Regions from separate parts of the Mus musculus genome. Here region 1 is linked to region 2. The links are chromatin contacts, called in public Hi-C maps. All regions are on one chromosome and are shown on one strand. The core of a region is the stretch at or near the end of the contact, and the rest is flanking DNA. Distances in the headings are between cores, read along the strand shown. Region 1 overlaps Gm31718 (a long non-coding RNA gene). Region 2 has its middle 7.0 kb from the start of Gm45805.

What was found. Hi-C and Micro-C count contacts between places; a contact is called where the count stands out from the background.
Region 1: a contact with region 2 is called in a Hi-C map of bone marrow-derived macrophages, with 44 read pairs. The contact joins two enhancer-like sites. A contact is called at or near these places in 2 of 15 datasets of contacts at CTCF or cohesin (large pre-B cells and pro-B cells), 14 of 484 Hi-C or Micro-C datasets (CD4 T cells, CD8 T cells, the G1E-ER4 cell line and 7 more), 11 of 115 datasets of contacts at active chromatin or transcription factors (the 230-238 cell line, CD8 T cells, the HPC-7 cell line and 8 more) and 1 of 9 other capture datasets (embryonic stem cells).

What each region holds. Positions count from the first base shown.
Region 1 is chr8:126,871,486-126,878,385 of GRCm38.p6, reverse strand. All of the region lies in intron 1 of Gm31718 (a long non-coding RNA gene), which reads left to right. Among named protein-coding and RNA genes, the nearest start is that of A630001O12Rik, 26 kb to the right of the region's middle. Within about 2 kb of position 5,620, at least 42 of the 459 cell types and tissues checked have an H3K27ac peak or open chromatin away from gene starts, as enhancers often do. A contact at or near this core is called in bone marrow-derived macrophages, cerebral cortex and microglia, where this site is marked.
Region 2 is chr8:126,762,249-126,768,470 of GRCm38.p6, reverse strand. No RefSeq gene overlaps it. Among named protein-coding and RNA genes, the nearest start is that of Gm45805, 7.0 kb to the right of the region's middle. Within about 2 kb of position 4,705, at least 60 of the 459 cell types and tissues checked have an H3K27ac peak or open chromatin away from gene starts, as enhancers often do. A contact at or near this core is called in bone marrow-derived macrophages, cerebral cortex and microglia, where this site is marked.

The DNA of each region.
Region 1 (6,900 bases), core at 4,371-6,870, 110 kb before region 2:
ACAGACCACCCTGATGGTCTTCATTTTCTGATTAAAAGATAGAAAGGAGAGTGCAGGGCACAACACTGCTTATCTGTTAGAAATCATAAAAGCGGGCAAACCACCGGGAGAGACCTGGAAGGAGGGAGGGGACAATAATACACAGTGTTCTCACTTTCAGGACAGGTGTCCTGTCACCACCCAGAGCCAGAGACACCCTGTGTCCTGGAAGCTGAAGTCTGGGGTAGAGAGGTCACAGGTATATTCATTACTTTTTCTCATTGTTGTGTCCAAATATCTGGTAGAAGAAAGTGACAGAGGGCCAGGGGAATGTCTCTGTCTCACAACTTAAGGGAATATGTAGTTTGTCATAGTGGGAAAGGATTTGGCTCCATTCACTGGTGGCAGGAGCTCAGTGAGGTTGCTTGTTCTGTCTTGGTGGATCAGGAATCAGAAAGAGGCTGGAAGCAAATGCAGCCTTTAGGCATCTTGCCTTCTATCTCTGGCCCTTCACCTGTCAGCTAGACCACACATCCTAAAGGGTCTCCTACAGTAGTGCCGCCAGCTGGGACCAAGTATTCAAACTTATAAGCCCTGTGGGGATGTATCCATATCCAAACTATAAGAGAAAGCTTGTTTTTATTTTCTGAGAATTTTTAATTGAATTTATTATTATTATTATTTATTATTATTACTGGATGATTGTCACATGTTCAAGTGTGGGCATGTGTGCCGCTGCACACGGGTAGAGGTCAGGGGACAACTTGGGGGTTGACTGATTACACCATAGGTTCCATCAGTTGCTTTTGCCTGTCGGGACATCTTGGAGTTCTAGTAGGATTGATTTTTTTTCTGAGACCTATCTCCTTGGCTCCTGTGACTGTAGATGGTTGTCCCTCTTTGTGAATGTCTAATTCTCTACCTCCACTTTCTCTCTGTACTGGGGATGGAACCAAGAACCTAAAGCACATCCCTGTCTTGAATCTCTTCAAATAAGGGTCCCTACCACATTTACATAGACAGGAGACCTACCCTAATGACCTCATTTTAACTTAGTCATTGAGTTGAAGACCCCCCCCCCCCTCTAAACATAGACCCTCTCTGAGGTGCTGGGCGATGATCTCAGCACTGGGAATTCCGTAGAGCCACATTTCAGGATTTTGAAATGCTAAATGGGCCAAAGTCTAAAATGCTTGCACACAGCTCTTTCCCCAGAAACCATCGATCCGGAGTCTCTAGTGGTGGCCCCCGGGGACTTTTCCGGATTGGTGCCCACATCCACTGTCGAGATTCCACAGAGGTCAAGAGAACATCCCATGCTCATCGTACCATCCGACTTTCAGCACTGAGCAACTGAGGGACAGGGAGTCTGGTGTGAAGGATACTAGACACCCAGAGGCTGACAGTGACAGAGAGCCCACAGGTGGGAGCAGAGTGTGAGGAGGAGGAGGAGGGTATGTAAGAGGAGTTGGCAGGGTGTCTGGGGTCAGAGGCTGTTGTAAAAATAACCTGCATCTGGGACCAGGGTCAGCCTTCCAGATTTGATAGTGGCCTCCTGCCCTGGCCTCAGTCCCCAGGGCCATTTCATACTGTAAGGAGCTGCAACCGGAGCCCTGGGTGTTGGCAGCAGACATGCAGAGGCTGAGCAGGAAGATGGGACGCACAGACTAGGAACAAGGGCTCTTTCAGACCTGTGTTTACACATGTGCCTCCTAGTCTCAGGGAAGTGAAAACAAACTCCCCCAGCCGTCCCTGAGCTACCTTGCGTGACTAAGATGCTGACTTAGAGTGTCCATGTAACCATTCGGGTGGCTTCCAGTGATTTCAGACGACCAAGAAAAGACTTGTTTCCCAGGTTCTCATTATGTCAGGAGGGCTGTTACGCAAACCCCAGCACCTGTGGGGTCATAGGCCACAGGAACCTCCTGGAGGAAGGGGTGCTGACTCAGGAGCTTTTAGGACTTGGGTAGCAGCCAAGATGACCAATGATCCTGCTGTTCAGGGGAGGTAATTAGCCATTACCCAGGGTCTCAGTTGCTCCTGTCAGTCAGAGGCATTACGGGACACAACTTGGAGTTATTCCTGATCCTGCAGCCCGGGTGCAGAGTCTGCTCTCATGTGGAGGGTGATATTGGCTACCTTTTTACCGTTCTCCACTTTATGCCTCCGGACAGGGCTTCTCGGGGAACCTGGGTGCTTGCTGATTTAGTCAGGTTGCATAGGTAGCGAACCCCAGGGATCCTCCTGTCTCTATCGCAAGTACTTGGATTATAGATATAAACTGCCACATCTGGCTTCTGTGTGGGTGCTAGAGATCTCAACTTGGGTCCTTGTACTTGTGGAAGCAAGCACTTTACATACCGAGTGTCTCCCCAGCCCATAGATGCTTCTGATATTCAGCTCACACTGGCTCCTTTCAGTTTCTACCTGCTTCTACCACTGCACTGATATTTCCTGGCGCAGAAGAGGGCCCATCTTCCTGTGGCCTCTGCTCACTCACAGACATGGAATCACTGGACTGTACCCCCATGTCAGGTAGTGTGATCCCTGAAGGCTGCCTCCCTTCATTTTCTAGCTTACAAATCTCCTTCCTGTCTTTGTCATTGCTTTTCTCAGAAGAACCATTTGCCAGTTTTCTAGGTAGAGAGACAGGGAAACTGCTGTACCAGAGCTTATGTCCCAGGAGAGAGGTCTGCTATCAGATGGCAGCTGTTTCCCTCAGCCCTGGAAGTGTGCTTGCTGTGAGGCACTGGGACCAGCCCTTAACCTCTGAGTCCTGTTCATCCCAAAACCATCTCCCTGAGTTAGACAGTGTATGTCAAGGCTTTGCTCTGCTGTCTTGCCCACATTGTATGGCTTGGTGTATGGACTTGCTCGGAAATCGTCCTTCTGTAGGAACGTAGATAGACGTTGTTTATGTTTATAATGTGAGTTGATTTCCGGATGGAAAAAGAGATGCGTGCTTTCATCCTGTTTATCATTATTATTATTATTATTATTATTAATGATTTTTTATCTTGTATGCCTATGTGCACGTGTGTGCATGCCATGTAGGGGCCAAGAGGACAATGTTGATGTTATTCTTCAAGTGCTATCCATCTCAATTATTTATTTATTTATTTGGTTTTTCGAGACAGGTTTTCTCTGTGTAGCCCTGGCTGTCCTGGAACTCACTCTGTAGGCCAGGCTGACCACCTTGATCTTTTAAAATTTCAATCTTAAAAAAAAAACAACCAAAAACCTTATTTATTGATTGATTTATTGATTTATTTTATTTTGCCTGTCTGCATTTCTGCGTACTATACTTGTGCCTGACAGAGGCCAGAAGAGGGCACCAGATGCCCTGGAAATGGATCTATAAATGGTTTTGAGCTGTTCTGTAGGTGCTGGGAATAGAAACTGTCCTCTGGAAGAACAGTGCTCTTCATTTAGTTGAACCTTCTCTCTAGGCCCTAGTTTTTAAACTTACCAGAACTTTAAATTCTATTCTTTGATAATTCATATGTGTATACAATGTATCTTTATCAATGTATATCCAACCCAAAGTCTCTCCCCACTCACTGGATCCTACGAATACTTCCTCATTTCCTCTCCTTTTTGGGTGTGGGATTTTTTTAAGGTAGTATTTATCCTTAGAGCCTGGGAATGATCAGGCTAGGTTGTGCAGACAGCTGTACAGACTCTTCTGCCCCTACCTCCCCAGTGCTGGTATAACCAGGATATGCTACCACCCAGGGCTTTTGTTTATGTGTGTTCTTGGGTGTCTAACTCAAGTCCCCATGCTTGCAAGGACAGCACTTTGGATGCCCACCCACCTCCCCAGCCCCTTCTCTGTGACTTTAAGCAACTTTGACTGCACAGCTGTCTTGCGTGTCCCACCCTCCCCCCACCCACATTTTGGAGGTGCATCCAGCTGGCTCCTCTGAACCTGTTCTTTTCATTCTTATCCTTTGCTTCTTTTCCCTGGGCATTCTGGGCTCACTGTCTAGACTGGGGATTCACCGTGGCTTTTCTCACTGTGTGCACCACCCCCTACTCCCACCCCACTCTGCTGGATTCTCACAGCTTCTCCTCGACCAGCACTCCGGCTCCGCAGCAGTGGCTTTATCCCCCCTCAGTGTCTGAGGAAACTGATTCATCGCCTGAGGTTCTGTCTGAGAACTGCTTTCAGACAGCCAGAATCACATTTGAGCCTGTGGGTGGGATCTGGGTTTGGGTCTGGACTTTCTTTTGCTTTGATTAGCTTGGTTTGGCCTCCCTCTGGGATGTGGGTTTGCCTCTATGTTTCTTTTTCTTTCTTTTCTTCTCTCTCTCTCTCTCTCTCTCTCTCTCTCTCTCTCTCTCTCGTATAATTTCATGCCCAGTCTCAGGGTTGATCCAAGAGAAATTCTTGTTGTCAGTGACCCGTAGAACCTCTAGAGTTGGACTATCAGTCCTTAGGAGCTTGTCACCCTCTGTGTCTAGCCAGCTCAGGCCAAAGGTGTGAGTCTGTAGATTAAAGTCATATGATTCCTGTCCCAAGTGGGTATTAGTTAACGGTCTTAGTGGCATTTTTAGGGGTTTTGATGGTGGGAGGAGAAAAATTTCTTTCTGTATAGGAAAACAACTACTCAGTTTGGTCTGGAATTCATTTTCTTTGCCCAATTATTTTCAATCAAGCAGCATTGTGAGGAGGAAGCTACTGTGAACTTGTTTAATAACTCAACATTTGTGCCTTTGTGTTTTTCAATATTCAGAAATATACATTTGTTCCTTTTAAGAGTCCTGACAAGAGCTATGGGGATTTAACAGGAACCAGGCTGCAAGACAGGGGTGGGCCATCCATCACGGTAGAAGGGTCGCTGACAGGTTTAGAAACTGTCTTGGCTACTTTTCCCGTTGCTGTGGCAAAACACCTGACAAGACCAACTGGCAGGGCTATTTTGAAGGTGCAGTTCTTCGTGGTGGGCAGGACACAGTGTGACGAAGGGAGCTCTTCACTCGGCACCCACAGTCTGGAGTCAGAGAGAGAATACTGTGGCTCAGCTTTCCGTCTCCTTCCTGTTTTTATTCATCTGGGGTCCTGTCCCATGGGATGGTGACCACCCCTCATTCAGGGTGGGTCTTCCCTTCTGAGTGAAGCCTCTCTGGAAATGCCCTCAAAGGCACACTCAGAAGCAATTCAAAACTCCCATCAATTTGGCAATAGAGAGTAGCCATTATCATACCCACTAAAGACTCCATGTCCACCCCAGCAACTGAGAACCCCGAGACCCCTACAGGGAAGCGGGAGGCTGTGAGTGCATGACATTCACAGACCAGCAGTGTGCCATGAAGGAGGTAAGCAATACTGTATCAGGCAGGACATGCAAGAACACCACAACCCTGGGAATATGTCCCTGGTGATTTACAGGACATACCCTCAAAGCTCTGCTTCTTCTCTCACTAATAGATGAGGTCTCTGTCCCTCCTTCTCATGCATGGGAGATGACTTTGACCAGTAAGTAAGGGGACTGTGACATTATGTGATATCTGAAACAGGGGGCCTCATGAGGCTATATGGCTTCTGTTTTGAGTTTTGTGTCCTATGCTTCTGGTCTCTGTCACTAGGGAAGTTTGACCACTGTGTGGTGGCCGTGCTGGGAGGAAGCTGAGCCACATGGAGAAGACACGTGAGGCCTCTGGTCAGCAGGCTGGGTCTCTGAGTCAGCTGAGTCCTGGCTCCAGATGCCTGAGAGGTCAGGCATCTAGTTGACTCCAAACCTCAGCTATGGAGTTACCCCAGCTTTTGAGACTTCCCGGCTGAGGCCCAGATATGTGACAGATATCAGCCCTCCTTGCTATGTCCCGTCTGAATTCTTCATGTGTGTGTGTGTGTATATGCATGTACATGTACATATGTTTGGGGGCGTATGTGGAGGTTAGAGGTCAACCTCATGTGTCAGTTTTCAGCCATCCACCTTGTGTTTTGAGATAGGGTCTCTCACTGTCCCAGAACCCATCAAGTAGGCCAGTCTGGGCTGGCCCGTCTCCCAGGGATCCACCTGTTTCTGCCTCCCCGGATCTTTTCTAATTATAAATTTCTAGCCCAGATCTGTCCTACAAACATCGTTGCATATGCAGGCGGCTTCGTACTTTCCTCTGAAATCTAAAAATTTTTACCAGAAACCATTCCAGCGTGTTTATTTTTACTTTCTGCCTGCACTTTCGTACATTTGTGACATTTCTCCAGAAAGGTTTTCCTGAGTGGCTTGATTTTAACTTTGTTCTGCTCTTTGCTTCAGTTTTCAGTTTCGGGGGAGGGGGGACTCTTGGCTCCCATCTGCCCATCATTTGTTTTTGGCCCTTTCTCCCCGATCCCCTTCAGTTCTCTTACTTCCTGCCATTTGCGGTGTTGCGTTCCCATTTATCCTCGCTGCTGATCTTAAGTCTGGATCTTCTGGATTTGCTCTGTTTTTAAAACCCAGTCCTTATTTCTGGATGGCTTCATCCTTTTACTCTTAATACTGTCTTGAATTCTCTACATCGGCTTCTGAGTTTTCCTAACGACCATTTATGATCTCTCCCTTGCCCCTCATCGGAGTCTCACTCAGGAAAACCAAACTTGCCACCACTGAACTACACCCGGAGCTCCCCAGCCCGCCCTTAGATCTGTTTGTTTCTGTCTGTTTTAAGACAGGGTTATACTATATAGCCCTGGCTGTCCTGGAACTAGTTCTGCAGACCAGGCTGGCCTTGAGGTCTCATAGATCCACCTGCCTCTGTCTCCCAAGCGCTGACCAGCCCTTGGAGTTGTGAAGTCGTGCCTTGTTAGGTAGTCAGGCTGTGTTTAGACTTGGCATTCTTCTGCTTCTGATTGGCAAGTGCTGAGACTACAAGTGTGCACCACCTTGCCTGACCTCATGTTTAAAGGTTTAAAATGTAAGAGACCTTTCTTTTAAT
Region 2 (6,222 bases), core at 3,456-5,955:
GTTTCACTAAGCATCGTCAGGGCAGCCATAGTGGAAGCATGGTCTGGAAGGCAGCAGGTACGGAGTGTGCGTCAGCTGAACAAGGGGTGTGTGAAGGGGAGGCGTCTCTTCCCTTCTGCTCTGCTCAGAGGAATGGCAAGTGAGGGTTGCTCTGTGAGTCTGATTCAGTTGCACAGTGAAACTTGAGTGAGCCTCGGGGGGGGGTGGTGGTGCCAGGGTTGATGGTGAAGGGCTCTTGACTTGTGAGATGAGGGGAAGGAGTTGAGGGTGTCACTCTACACTGGGGACTTTGCAGACCTGCCCTTCCTGATATCACCAGTGGAGTCTTCCTGGATTAGAAGAATTTATCTTTTGTTTTGTTTTTGTTTTTGTTTTTGTTTTTGTTTTTGTTTTTGTTTTTGTTCAAGGTGCTGATGTAATGGGAAGGACACATGTCAACTCCATCAGAAGGAGGGCATTGGTAGCTTCAGGAAAGGCCATAGTGCTCAGGAGGTATACTACCTGTTTCAGGAGTTCTTCAACCTCAGTTGCATGAGGCAGAGGCTGATGTGTGGAACCAACTGTCCCTCTTTGAGTGGCTGTGGCTCTGGTTCATGAGCCACGGGCAGAGGAGCCCTGTAGAAGCTGTGCCCCTGAGGTAGAATGTCAAGTGTGTCTGGTGAGGGATAGTCCTGTCCTCCAGTAGACTCACTGCGACCATTCTTTCTGGTCTAGCCGCTCTAAATGGCAATGTCTTGATAAAGTAGACATTTAACATTTTCAAAATATCAGGAAAAAGATAACAGAGCCCTTTGCTCCTGAGAGGAGTGTGAGTCACTGGCACCAGAGGGCCTCTAGTCCTTTTCTTGGTCACCGAGAGAGCATATGAGTCACACCCAGAATCATTTCTTCTGAAGTCCTTAATTGTGAAAAAGAGGTAGCCTTGCGGAAGTCCGGGCTGAGACACTGTCATGGGAAGATTCCAGATTGGTTGAGAGAGGACAGAGGTGATGGATGGTTTTGTGATCATGTTCAGCCTGTAGCTCTTTGCCATTGAAGCCTTTCCAAGGGGTCAGAGATGCTGCCAGGATCCCTGGGAAGGGAGTCCTTGCTTAGCCTCTGCAGTGCATCCTGGGACTAGAGATCAAATCCAAGGCCTCTCTGCTAGTCACTCCACATTCACGCTCTCTAGATCACTACAAGAGCCCTGGAGTGTTATCAGAGAGTCTCTGTTTGCTTCCTCCATGAGAGTTGATGAGAACTGGAGGCTCTGGGAAGACCTGGTACCTACACCCTTGCTGCTCAAGTCTTCCCCCAGTCTGCTACAACAGTCCAAACATTTTTCCCCAAAGCAACTGTTTGCTGACTTCCAACACATGCCCTGGTTTGGTAGCATTGGAGAAATCCTGGGAGAAGCTAAAAGCACTGTGGGAATGGTGTTTTTTTGTTTTTTGTTTTTATTTTCTTTCTGCGGGTGTCAGATGTGTGTCTTCTTGTTTCACAGTGTCTGAACAAGCATTGCTCTTCCACAGAGGGAAAAAAATCAAAGCTGTGACCAGAGGACTCTTGGGGTAAAACATCTGAGGCCTGAGGTTGGGAGAGCCACAGATGATGGAAGGAAGCAAGAATCTACATAATGCTTCAGCAGTTATAAACCAGGGGAAAACTTACCCCACAAGGAAGGCAGGTCAAGGCAGACTTGCCATCACATTGGTGGTTGAAGAGGAATATTCTAGGGATGGAAGTCTTCTCTTTCCTCAGCAATCACAAGGTCCCGCTATCTATTGAGGTTGGCTTGAATAAATGTCCCGCTATCTATTGAGGTTGGCTTGAATAAATGTCCCTGCTAGTGGCTGATGTCATTTGGAAGTGGGCACGGGCTCTGTTTGCTGAAGCACAGGAGTACTTCTGTTGAGCTCATGACTTGCAAATGAGCAGAAGTCAGGCCATGTGTAGAGATCCTTCTGGATGTCCTGGGCCTTCCTGTCTACCTCGTCCTCCTCCTCAATCTAAGCCTCCTTTCTCCATGGTCAGTTGTAGGATCCAGGGACTGGTACTGATTAAATGGTAATGATAAACCTACCATGAGGAACTGGTAGAGAGAGCCTTAACTTAGCTCCTTTTCTAGTTTCATAGTGTCGTCTGTCTGTCTGTCTGTCTGTGAGTAAGTGCATGCACACAAACCTTTTCCTTTCTCTTCACTTTCTGTGACAGAAATGGACAGACTCAGTCTCTTAGGATGATGGAAGATGGCTCAGAGGACACAGTGAAATCACCTGTGTTAGGCTGACGTCAGTTAGTGTTCTGTGAAGAACACTGGGACTTTGCTCTGTTCACCGAGCTGCCGGTCTCGGACATCTTTCAGATCAGTGTGGCATATCAAGATGCCATCTTTACAGTCTTAGAGAATCTTATTTATGGCCACTCAGTAAATCGACCTCACCCATCACACATCCATAGGTGTTTGCTCTGCTGCCTATCTTTTGCTACTGCAAAATGTAAACCTGGGCACTTCCTCCATGTTGCTGCTGCAACTGAAGGACAAATTCCAGGAAGCAGGATAATTAGGGCAAAGGGTACATGTGTTTATGCTTTAGATAAGGTTTCTAGATACCCAGGAGGGGAGCGTCATATGTTATGCACAGCCCTCTTTCCTCACCCCCAAGACTTATCACAACTTAAATTTGTATTACTCTTCTTTCAGTATGATTGACCTGAATGGGTGTATATATATGTATGTGGGTGTATGTGTGTATGTATGTATGTATGTATATGTATATGGGTATGTGTGTGTATGTGTGTATATGTATGTATGTGTGTATATGAGTGTATGTGTACATATATGTATGTGCATTTGGGCATGTGTGTGTATGTGTGTGTATGTGTGTATGTGTATACATGTATATGTATGTTTGTGCATGTATATGTTTATGTGTGTGTATGTACATGTGAATGTGTATATGTAAATGTATGTGTTTATGTGTATATGTATGTTTATATGTATGTATGTGAGTGTATGTGTTTGTGTGTGTATATGCATGTGGGTATGTATATGCATGCGTGTGTATGTATGTACATGTAAGTGTATGTGTGTATGTATATGTGTGTATATGAGTGTGGGGGGGGGTGGGATGAGGAGCCTTCCTTGATTGCTCTCTACCTTATTTATTGAGGCGAGGACTCTGGCTGAACCCAGAGCTCAGGTTTTATCTAATCTGGCTACCCAGTTTCTTTGGGGGATCACATATCTCTGCCTCTGCTTCCTATGATCTGGGAATACAGAAGAGTTGCCATGCCCACTGGGCTTCTTCGTGGGTTCTGGGGATCTGAACTCTGGTCCTCGTGCTTGCACAACAAGTGCTTTATCCACTGAGCAACCTCCTCAGCCCTCGCCTGTGGATTAAAATGAGTTTATATTAATATTGAGATCACATTAGAATTGTGAATGAAGACAGATGGCATGGTAGTGACTGTTTCTCTACTGGAGGGTGATGTGTCTCCCCACCGGTTCTGATCCATCCTTGTTGTTGGACCTGTTGACTGCTCCTGCAGATTTTCACCTGAGCTAATTATTATCATTGTTTCTATTTGTTTCAATTCTCCAGGGGCTCCTCAGACTCAGGAGCCAGGTTGAAAGAGTTTCTAGTGAAGTCCCCAGCATTTCTATATCCTAGGCTGTTCCATCCATTTGATAGTCAGCCACCATGTCTGAACTAAGCTCCAACATTTCAATGGGCCCTTGGAGAGGGAAGGAGAGAGGTTGGGCTGCAGCCAACCTTGGCCCTCTGTGGTGTTATTTGGTCTATTTGAAGAAGTTAACATTGGATCTATTATTCTTTGATACCCAGGAGCCTCCCATCCTCTCCTGAGCACACTGACAACACAGGAAGACCACAGATAAGGAGGCAGAGCAGTGTGGGGACTGCAAGGTCCCTGTGGGATAACTGCCAGCTGGTCAAAGGTCTTCCTTCTGGCACATTCCATGGTAGCTGAAGGGCTCTGGGCTGATCCTAGAAGTCTTGCTTCTTAGTACTCAGATCATGAATCCCCTCCCACACAGAGGAGGACTGACCCTGGAACCTGACAGGGTACTGTGGAAATGACCTTGTGTGACCTCTGAGACCTGGTCATGTATAGGTGGTGTTTTCCACTCTGTTTGCTTGGATCACTGTGGAGGAAGCTAGCTGCTACCTCAGAAGGACATTTCATCAGCCACATGGACAACCCTGCAAACATGGCCCTGGGCGTTGTGTATTTCTAGTCAGGTCTGCCCAAACCAGAGGTTGGATAAGCAATAGGTGCAAAAGGAAAATTACTTTCTGATTTGTTTTTCTGTACCTGCCTAGAGATGTGCCAGCATATCCAACATCTGTCACACCTGGAGAAATGTCCTCCCTTCCCCGTAAGTCCAGCTCCTAGCTGACTACCAAGGTCTTGACTTAGAAAGTTCAGACCCTGTGTGGAGAAAGCAATTGTCAGGTCTTTCCCTGCAGCAGCAGTCAGGGATCTGCATGGCCACCATTGTCCGATTTCTCTTCATTGTGCTCACAGCCCATTGCTTGCCTAGCATGTCTGCAGTGTGATTCTTGTTTTGTGGGTTCAGTTTCCTGGAAGTGGACGTTCGCCGAATGGTTCATCTGGAGCATTGGGCATCGGCCAACAAGTCTGCCTCTGTGGTCAGCCTCCTCTCCTGGGAAGCAAAGGAGAGAGGTTTGTTCTCCTTTTTATTTCCCCGAAATGTGCATCTCTGCACTGAGGGGGTGGGGAGAGCAGTGCTGGGCAGGAACATCATTGCTCACTAAGAGGCTAAGGAGAACCAGGAGGAAGGGAGAGGGCATGTGGCCCTCAGAGACAATTGCGTGCATCTCCTCCACCTCTGAGAACCACAGCTGGTTCTAGCGGGAGAGGGATGGTCAGAGGCTGTCACCATATGGATGAGAGTGAGGAACAATCAGAGGAAGAAGGAGAATACTCAGGCATGCTCACTCGAAGCTGATTTGAAGATGGTTTTCTGAACATTTCCCTCCAGCCTGCAACACCATTCTCCTGTCCTGTCTGAGAAAGGATACCCTGGGCCCACTGGGGAAATTTATGTTGATAGACTTCAAAGAAAATGTCCTACTCACATGTGCAAAGTGGACTTCATATTACCTGTAGGTGACTTGTGTGTGTGTGTGCTCATATGTGTGCATGCATATGAAGACCACGTGTTCACCTCGAGTGTTGTTCCAAAGGTACTTTCACTTGGCTTTTAGAGACAGAGTCCCTCAGTGGCCTGTAACTCATCTGATTGCCAAGACCGTCAGGAATCTCCCCCTTTCCAGCTCCCCAGTGCTGGAATTGCAAACACCAATGTGGTCATCCCCAGCTTCTCATGGGCTCTGAGACTCAGACCCAGGCCCTTCCTCTTATAAAACTATGCTCTGCCCCTCATCGAACAGTTTAATTTTTCATAATATTTTTATGGATTATTTGGGTATTTCACATCATGAACACTCTCTTTCCAATCATCCCAGGTCCTCCCACCCTGACTTGTGACCTACTCCCTACCCCCCTCCCCCCAAAAAAAAGAAAGAAAGAAAGGAAGGAAGGAAGGAAGAAAAGGAGAAGGAGAAGAGGAGGAGGAGGAGAGGGAGGAAGAGGAGGAAACAAACCAAAAAACCAAGTTCAATTTGTATCGCCCAAATACTCACTGGAGCATGGTGGTCACATTCCTAGTGGCCAGCCCCTTAAAGAAAATTGAGTCCTTCTGCGTCTACACCCCAGCCAGAAGCCATCATCTGTGGCTAGCTATACCTCAGCATCCTTATCAAATATTTTAAGAGTCCTCTTTGGTGGCTTTCTGTCCAGGCTGTTACTTTTGTGGATGGGGTGGGGTAAGGGTTGCCAGAAACCTTCTATGTCTCTCTTTCTCAATTGTGGGTCTGCAGTCATTAATACCAAGGCAAAAGTGGCTTCCTTGTCCTTCACAGCCAGCGGGAGCATGGATCATGGACTTAGACATGGTTTCTGGAGACAGCACGTGCCACAGACCTCTTAGCATGATCTCCAGTCGCTGTGCATCAACACAGCCCTCTGCTGCAGTGGGACAACAGACCCACACAGGGCTCTCTGTGGCAGCACAGACCCTGAACATCCATCCATGTAGCCCCAAGTTGTAATATCAGCCATGGGCATCACCACGGTCCCAGACTGTAATGGAACTTGGGAACCAGACATGGCCCTTGTAGGTAACGGGGACCT